Regions from separate parts of the Mus musculus genome. Here region 1 is linked to region 2. Evidence: chromatin contacts called from public HiChIP or PLAC-seq data. All regions are on one chromosome and are shown on one strand. Each heading gives the region's core, a stretch centred on a gene start, on an enhancer-like site or on the middle of the called end of the contact. The rest is flanking DNA. Distances are from core to core; before and after follow the strand shown. Region 1 overlaps Mir100hg (Mir100 Mirlet7a-2 Mir125b-1 cluster host gene). Region 2 overlaps Mir100hg (Mir100 Mirlet7a-2 Mir125b-1 cluster host gene).

Region 1 (4,292 bases), core at 1,258-3,757, 190 kb after region 2:
TGGACATGGGATTTGAGCATGAGCTAGCACCCATGGTCTGAGCTAACTCTGTAGCTGTGTTAGCTGAGCCTCCATCACTATGCCAAAATGCTTGACACAACCAACTTTTAAGGGGAAAGATTTATTTCGGCTCATGAGTTTACAAGTGTCAGTTCTGGTTTTTTGGGTCTGTTGCTTCAAAGTACATCATGGCAGAACCCTGTGGCAGAAGATACTTACTCATATCATCCCTACCAAAGGGCACAGTCTCAATGTCTCCTCCATGGACATAGCCCCAATGACCTAACTTTCTTCCACTTGACCCTACCTCCCTCCTAAAGGTTCTATCTCCTCCCAGTAGGACCACAGGCTGCCAGGCCAGCCATTAGCACACAGACCTTTGGAAGACACTCAGGATAGAAACTATAACAGGAGTGAGTTCTCTTGTTTTCAACTATTCTGTGTCCATGTACAAGACAATTTGCTCTGGAGTGGCTTAAAGTTCAATGTCTCCAACTTAATAGCAACAGCAAGTACAATGGTAATTGTATTCTGCTTTCGACCTCCACCAGCCCTTATGGGGGGGGGGTGAAGATCGTAACTCAGAATGCCAAGTCATAGACTTCTCTCCATGTAGCTCTCCATCATTCTTGGAAGTAGGAAGGTTCCTTTAAGAAGCCAAATTGTGTTGAGTCCTAGATTTGGTTCTTCCCAGAGATGGTTGAATTTTTACTCTTCTTAAACTTGACCTATCACCCAGCCCTTAAGTTTCTGTGATCTTGGAAGTGGAAGGAAGTACTTATTCAAACCTCCCCCTCTCACTTTATACAGAAAATAGAGAGAGGTTCAAAGAAGTGAATAGCTTCCCCAAGGCCATGAGACTGATGTGCCTAACACTCCACTCAATACTTCCTTCCCTAGTGGTCAGGCAGGGTTTTAGGTTTGTGTAGATGAAAGACACAGTCTTCCTGAAAAGGTATTGTCATCACCACAGGCCCGAGTGCACGGGTCCCATGATGAAGGAACTCCGAGCCAGGTGTAACAATAGCAGAGGGATCAGCACAAATGCCCAAACAGCCTACTGAGCATCCCTGGGGGAAATAAATAAATAGCATACAAAAGTTATCCTTTTAATTCAAAGAGTTATCTGGGATCCTCAATGGTAGTCAAAGTTCATGAAACTACTGTGGTGATTATGAAGATGGAAAAATTATTATTTGACTTACACTCGTAATAGCCTCTGGTTGCAGAAAGGATTCCTGTCTCCTGGAAGAGACATGGTGAATAAGGTCAACTGAAGTTGTTTGGTTTTGGAAACATTATCTTGTTGGAGAAAACACTTACTCTTTGCACTTAGGAGCTCCTGGTGGTCTCAGTTGGTCAGCAATAGTGAAACTCTCCTGAAACATCACAGCCTCGGGAAGATGAGGTCAGTCCATTGCAGGATTCACTAAGAGTGAACAGAGAAAGCTGAGTTACCTGGAGTAGGGGTACAATGACTGCACCACGGTCCCAACATTCACCCATGTCATCTCACACGTGGGTGCCCTTAACAAGCTGGGTTTTGTCCCCAGTATTTAACAAACTCCCTTGAATATCTTCTTTACTTGAATATACTTCTTTGAGTGCTGTACTGGGTTTAGGGAGCCAGCAACCTCTGCCTGAACTCTTCATCCTAGAGTATGGGAAGCCATTAACAAAAAGTTTTCAAGACCACAACATATGAGACATTTTGGGCTGGTGTGACTGCATTAATGGAAACACACATTTCTCCCTGAACATTACTGTCAGATGAGACAGTGAAACCCACAGGAATGAGAAGGAAAGCAAGTGTCCCACCCGAGACTATACACACTTCACTTGCTATTCCCCGATGCCTCATCTCCGAACTTGGGTGTAGCCCAAAGCTGAGGCTGAGATCACACAAGCTCCCACTTCTGTTCGTGCTGTGAGCCTCCCAAAGGAGCATTCCCTATCCCCTGGCTTCAGAGGACACAAACCTTCCTTTGATCAGGAAGGCAAGCAGCCAGGCCATGCAAACAGCAAAGGCGATCAACACCAGCATCTGGACTGCAAGGTTGACTGTATTGTCTTCACGAATTAAAAATGACACATCGCAAAGATTACACGGCTCTGGTAGACCTCATGGCCTGCCTGACATGCTGGTTCAGTCTAAATCACGGACTCATTCAGACACCCAAACAAATTAACACATGTTTCTTGATGATACAAAATTGCATCTGTGTGTGTGTGTGTGTGTGTGTGTTCAAACCACTATACAAACACATCATCAATTAAATATTTATCAGACTTCCACTGACCTATGAAAGTCATCATCCACTAGCCCTCAGAGCACCATGGCTGGCTGGTTTTAAAAGCTAGCTTGCAGCTTTGGTCAGTGGAACACATTAGACCTTTCTCTGTGAAAAGCTCTTTCTATCTTTTGAACCGGATCCACACCCTGGGCTGAATGAAGCTTTTAGAACCAGTGAGAACCAGATGGCCCTCCGAGATCATTTTTGAATGTTTGGATCTGAGTCATTTGTATGCAGAAGGTTTCACAAAATAGCAATCTGGGTGGCAGGCTCCAGGCTGGGTCCAGCTTTCCAGACAGCCCATCTTTGCCTACAATTGAGAAGACAATATTGTAAGGTTCCATAAAAATATTGCAACATTTATCTATATGTGTAGCATCAAATAAATGAAGTGTACTTGTCAGGCTGCTATTTCTATGGGAGGTCTCACAGCTCCGCCTTCTCTCCCCTCCTCCCCCACCCCATTCCTTTTGCTTGTTTCCATTCCACCTATAGGGTTTTGTTTTGTTTTGTTTAAATCACAGGCATAGAGCCAGCATTGTGAACCAGCCAGCAGAGGGTACTACGTTACTGGTGCAATAATCCAAGCCACAACAAACACGGAGCTGAGAACATTTAGATGAATTAAAATGGGCTCCACTCAAATTGTGCTCTGGGAGTTCCTCGTTTACAAAGGAAAGGCTGTGGGATGGAAGATATGAGAAGGAGCAGATCCACAAGGTCTGCTCATCCATAAGGAAAGGCGAGGGTCTTAGTCTGAGAGCAGACCAAGGGGTGGAGCACACTCAAGTTCAAAAAGGGGGACGTGATCCAAACTAAGAGGTACGCTTACAGTCATTTACTGTAGAGGAAAACAACTAACTTATATTAACACAGATATAAGCAGAGGGATATTATCGCAATCTTATTTCCAGTCACTCCAAGCTGGAAGGAATCAGAATGCCCCGTAATCCACGAATGGAAGACCAAGAACAGTGTTGTTACATGCGGAACACTATGGAGCTACAAAAGCGAGGAAGTTCTAGCTGGATGAGGATGTGGTAACTTATGACTGTAATCCCAACACTCAAGATGCTGAGACAGGGGATTAATGCTAGTTCAACACTGATGTGGATGGCATAGTAAGGATCTGATCGAATAATAATGAAAAGAGTTACTGACAGAGCAATACGGATGAGCCTAAAGGACATTGTATTGAGTGGAGGACGCCATCCACCCACCCCACCCCCACTCCCTGCCAAGTGTCACCTTCTAATTCCGTTAATACACTACTCTCAGCAAACTTGGGGCTCTAAAGACAGGACATGGCAGAGGTATGTGAGTACAAAGCAGTGGTATGGGAAAACATTTAGGATGGCAAATGTTCTGCTATGAGTGATGATTCCAAACAGGAATTAAAATCATAGACCCACACACCCAAGAAAATTAATTTCTTTATATGCTAGTTTTAGAAGTAAAAGATTTTAAAGAAAAAATATGTGTTTAAGATGACTGCTATAAATATACATATGTATACACATACATATACATGCACATGCACACACACACACACACACACACACACACACACACACACACACACACACACACACCCTGACACAACTGTGAGCAGTATAGGATAAGCGGATACATGAGAAGTCTGGAGAGTGGGGGAAGGAAGCTGTTAACTCAATGGTAGACTGCTTCTCTGCCTGGCACATGCAAGAATCTGTTTTCAATTTTGCTTTGAAAGTGGGGAGAGGATGCTGTGGGTAAAGTGCATTTGTGGTCATCTCCAAAAATATGCAGAAAGACCAAACATAGAAGGTCGGGGTGAAACTGAACCCAATAGACCAGGTTAGCAAGAACCAGGTAAGATGAGACTCCACATGGCAGATTGGTATATATGCATAGTAGGGCTTCACTGCCTCCAGCAGCTCAGGCTGAAGGGACCAGATGAGCCATCTGGCTCCACATGGTGGTGACACAGCCATGGCTAACAATCATTACTGGTACCAT
Region 2 (4,515 bases), core at 1,696-4,195:
GTTTGGGAAGTGCACTGTGGTCAAGTGACCATTGTAGGCTCCTGAAAAGAACATGACCACAATTCAAATAAACCAAGGGGAACAAGAAACACAGAACTTATAGGCAGCAATCCAATGGAGTAAATAAACCACACCACAAGAAATCACAGGATAGCAGAAGGGCTGGGGAGAGGGTGTGGTCTAAAACAGAAAGGCAGTGTCTGGATATCTTCCAAGTTAATGTTGAAGGATGTGGCTTTATAACTGGGATCAAGAATTCACTTCTCCCTTTGGGAAGCTTTAGTTTTCTTTTCTTTTGCCCCTAGGCTGCTTTTTTTTCTGTCACCATCCCTCCCTGAAAAATAAACTCCAATCTTAGGTGCTTTCTCAACAAGATAAAGCAGATTAGTAACAAATGACCCTGGAGGTGGAATCAGATGTAACTTTGAAGGGCAACTGATGGTACCAATGGACAAATAAGTTCACAGGTTTTGGCCTTGCTCCTATTGCCCCCTATACTATGACATAGCTTCAGTAATTCTGAGAGGGGGTAAGCACTGAGACCCTACCTAGCCTGACCCACTTACTCACTTCACAGATAAGGATATTTGAGAAGAGAGCTATTAACGCTTCTCTCTTACTCTGCAGAAGTAGTTATGAATGAGATGGATTTGCAAGTGGTTTTTTAGTTAACTAAAGCCTTTGACATCGACTTCTCCTTTATACTCACACAATGGAAACGCATCAATGAGCTAGGCACGCTGAACGGGATACACCACGGCACATACTGTATTAAATACTTGGAGTATTTGAGGATGCTGACTCTCTAGAGGAGACATCTAACTGGTAGAATGACTTAGGGTAAATGCTATGCCCAGGCAATGCATTTTGTAAACAGTGATATTGGGGATGTTAAGCTTTGGCATGCATGTACGACTCATTCGTGAATAAATTAGCATGGTATTGCATTAAGAAAAGACAGTGCCTATAATACTGCTATGATTCATAAAGGTAGTGACTAATGGAAAGCCCAAGAATATGTGAGAAGATTGAAAAAAAAAAAAAAAAAGAAACAAGCTATATATGGCTTTGATGTTTTATATAGCCAACCCATGCAAAACAGGCTTTTATATGCTATGTATATTATAAACACTATTAAAAGGAATTTTAAGGAATGAATATGAAGTGGACAGTAGGAGAAAGGTCAGATTCCACATGTTTGTCGAGAGTTAAAAATTTTACAGCTTTGTTCTTTGGGTTCTATACCTACCTAATTGCAAGAGCAGTGGAGTAGCATCATCTATTCAATGCAAAGTTCTCTTGAGATCCTTTTTGTAATTTGAATGAAGAAGCAAAAACTTAGGGCCTCACATAGTCTTACTCTGTAACAATTCTCTAAGCTTGTCTCGACAAGCTCACCACCTACTGCATACATGGCAAATGGCAAGTAGCAGGCTGACCAGCCAACTCACTGTGATCTGCCTGGGCTTTTTCTTAATAGGTAGATCTTGGGGGGGGGGGGCAGCTCGCTGGAGGGGGCTCCCCAGTGGAGCCATCAGTAGATCTCTGGAATCGTGTTGAGGCCCCAAAAGGGAACTGAAGTTAGTGGATAAGAGTCTCAGTTACTCATCTCGTGACATGCAAAATGGAGGGGAAAAACAGAAAATTGTTTATTATTGTTAATGGTTTGATTGCTTTTATTAGATTAAAAATCATCATCTCTGGCAAATGCCATGTCTCTGATTCCAACAAAGGAAATGGATTCCTTATGTGTAATATGTACTTTTCTGTTGTTCTCTGTGCTTCCGAGTTATCCACAGCCAGGATGAAGACCAAACTCACAAAGAACTGCAAATATTTTGCAAAGAATTCAAATTTTCTCCAGTGAGGAGCCTTTGAAAGATCAAGAGTTTGCAACATCTAGGTTTTCCACTTTCATTCTCATGGAAGCACACATGAAGCAAAGTCCTTTTATTCTTGTATTAATTAACAAGGAATTAAAAAAAAAACCCTAAGCTGACTTACAAAGCACTCTCCTCCCAAGCAATTCCAAGCATGAGACATGCCCGAGGATGGGGGGTGATGGGGACACACTCAAGTAGGCTACAGATAAAGCAAAGCACAGCTATATGCACATTAGTATAATTACAGATTGCAAATTATGCCGGATGTATCTAATATCTAATTTTTTGAAAGCTGACTCCACTTGAGACTTCAATAACAGCGTCAACATTTTGCAGGTGGCTTCTCTGTACAGTATCCAATGGGAATTATTCTTCCAATGCTTATAGCCCTCAAGTTAAACCTGGAGCTCCCCCTTAAAGGACCAATGGACACTGAAAACTGAGAATAGCACCTAGACAAAGGAAATGGAGTAGGGGGAGACCCTGGAAGACACTGAGTACAGTTGCTTATTTCTGTGACGATGATACTTACTTGGTTCAAGCAATAAGGAACTTGAACATCCGTCATTAGAAAATGTAGGAGAGGCTACATGCATGTTGAGGAAGCCAACTGAAAGGTTAAGGGTTGGGCATTTCTTAGATCTATGGATAAAAGGGGAAATGAGCATCAAGGTGGCACGCTCTACCTTTGACTCCAAACATTAAGCCTTATGTTAAATCCAACTCATCTAAGACATACAGTTTGTTCGTCTAAAAAAGATCCGCATTCGGCTTTGAGAAACTGGCTTTTGTCCTCGAGCCCTGCATGAATCAATCACCAACCAACTAAAATATATTTGAGATCTCAGAGAAGGAAGAGTACTCTCCAAGTTGATTGGATCCATCTTCTTGATTCCTCCTTAAAGATCTTTCTGCTAATGAGTCAGGGTTGCTGTGGCATTATTTAATTATCCGCACTTCTGTACGATGAAATATGTTGTCGTAGCGCACACTTCACAGTGCAGTGACTGCTCACATGTAATGCTGCCTCCACAGTTAGTACATTCCTTTGTTCTGCTCATAAGTGGTTTCAGAAAAAAGGGGTGGGCCCGGAAGGAGGAGCCTTTGGGGTTTGTAAAATAAAAATCATACATTCCTGGTGCATGTGCAGAATTCGATGCATTTACATGAATTCTGCTTTTGAAATTAAGTTGTGGCTCCACTTGGAATAAGCCAAGGCACATGTCGGGTGACTTCAAATGCAGCCATGAGGCTCTGAGTGGACCTTGAACATCTCTCTAGTGAATACTCACTGTAATGTAATGGGGGACAGAATGACTTGATTTTTTTTTTTAAAATCAGCAAGGAATGTCTTTAACAAGGAAGAAGTAAATTATGATAATTACTCTGAATGGTCGGATCCTTGAGCATTACTAATTAGCATTTATTGCCTGGATTATGGAACAATACAAGTGAAACCAAACTGCAGTTGCTCTTTTACCTTGAAGACTTGAAAAGGCAATGGAGAAAGATCTCTGCAGCCACCTCCGTGATGCAGACTGCAGGCAGTCTACCTCCCCACAGCCTGCAGACTCCCTCCTTATAGAAACACACCCATACGGGCCTCAGCATTTCCGGCCCATTCATCTTTGTGTGTGTGTGTGTGTGTTAGGTTCATATTTGCATGGGCTATCAGGTTCAGGAGACTAATATTCAGGCAAAATATTTTGGCCATAATACCATCTGAGGATGATGTTATCAGTCGGGAGAGCTTAGCAATAAAGAGCTGAAACTCCATGCTCCATGAAAATATGGAATTCTCCCAAAGAGATATTTGACTTAAAAACAGAACAAAGAACTCAGTTCTTGGTGATTGAAATTTTATATTTCCTCACTGACCCTTAGGACTGAAGCTTAAAAGAAAATAGCTAAGAAAAATAATGGGTTTTTGGTATAAGTACCTTTATTTGTTTATCTATCTATCTATTTATTTTCCATTAGAAATCTGTGATGATATAGGTTCTGAAATTAGAAAACAAAAATTAGATGTTCATGAACAGGTTGGCAGCACTAAATAAATGCCATTGTTAAAATTTAGCAACCAAATTTTTTAAATAAGCCACCAGGTATAATATAAGGAGAGAAAGGAGGAAGAAGAAAAAAAAAAAAGACTCCCTGAGCCGTTTATCACTCTGCAATCTCTGCCGTTCTCCACATCCCATTATAACGAATGAAGAGAAAAGACTATGGTCAGCCAGAAAATGGGCCCCAAATACAGTCACTGCTCTTCCAAATACCGTCCATGGTTTCCCCACCCTGGGCCCTTTTAGCCTGAAAGAATAAGTTTGCTTAAATCTGTGAGGAGATTAAATAGACTGGTGATAGAAATTAATTCTGCCGAATGAGCAAATGCATTCGAGTTGCCCAGATGCAAATAAGATAGATAATACTTTTCTTTGCCTTTGACATGCTAGGCGGATTAGTTTAGAATGTTAAATCTGATTTTATTAGAATATATTAGCAGTGTTTTAATTAATACCAATCAAACGTTTTTCTTTCCCTGGGGCTTGATATGTTCCTAACACTTTCTAAATCATCTGTTTTCCCCTCCAGAAAAAAAAAAAAAGAAAAAAAAAACAGAAAAACCCTACAA

What was found. HiChIP or PLAC-seq counts read pairs in DNA pulled down with a chosen protein or histone mark.
Region 1: a contact with region 2 is called in an H3K4me3 HiChIP or PLAC-seq map of forebrain, with 4 times the contacts expected there. The contact joins two enhancer-like sites. A contact is called at or near these places in 1 of 39 promoter capture datasets (cranial neural crest), 13 of 484 Hi-C or Micro-C datasets (the N1E-115 cell line, brain, cerebral cortex and 6 more) and 9 of 115 datasets of contacts at active chromatin or transcription factors (VIP interneurons, craniofacial prominence, embryonic basal ganglia and 6 more).

The regions. Positions count from the first base shown.
Region 1 is chr9:41,390,331-41,394,622 of GRCm38.p6, reverse strand. Mir100hg (Mir100 Mirlet7a-2 Mir125b-1 cluster host gene) reads right to left here. Exons shown (of 5, transcript NR_131928.1): 2 at 1,324-1,429. Among named protein-coding and RNA genes, the nearest start is that of Mir100hg, 16 kb to the right of the region's middle. Within about 2 kb of position 2,507, at least 30 of the 459 cell types and tissues checked have an H3K27ac peak or open chromatin away from gene starts, as enhancers often do. A contact at or near this core is called in the N1E-115 cell line, cortical neurons and forebrain, where this site is marked.
Region 2 is chr9:41,584,896-41,589,410 of GRCm38.p6, reverse strand. All of the region lies in intron 4 of Mir100hg (Mir100 Mirlet7a-2 Mir125b-1 cluster host gene), which reads right to left. Among named protein-coding and RNA genes, the nearest start is that of Mir125b-1, 5.2 kb to the right of the region's middle. Within about 2 kb of position 2,945, at least 67 of the 459 cell types and tissues checked have an H3K27ac peak or open chromatin away from gene starts, as enhancers often do. A contact at or near this core is called in the N1E-115 cell line, cortical neurons and forebrain, where this site is marked.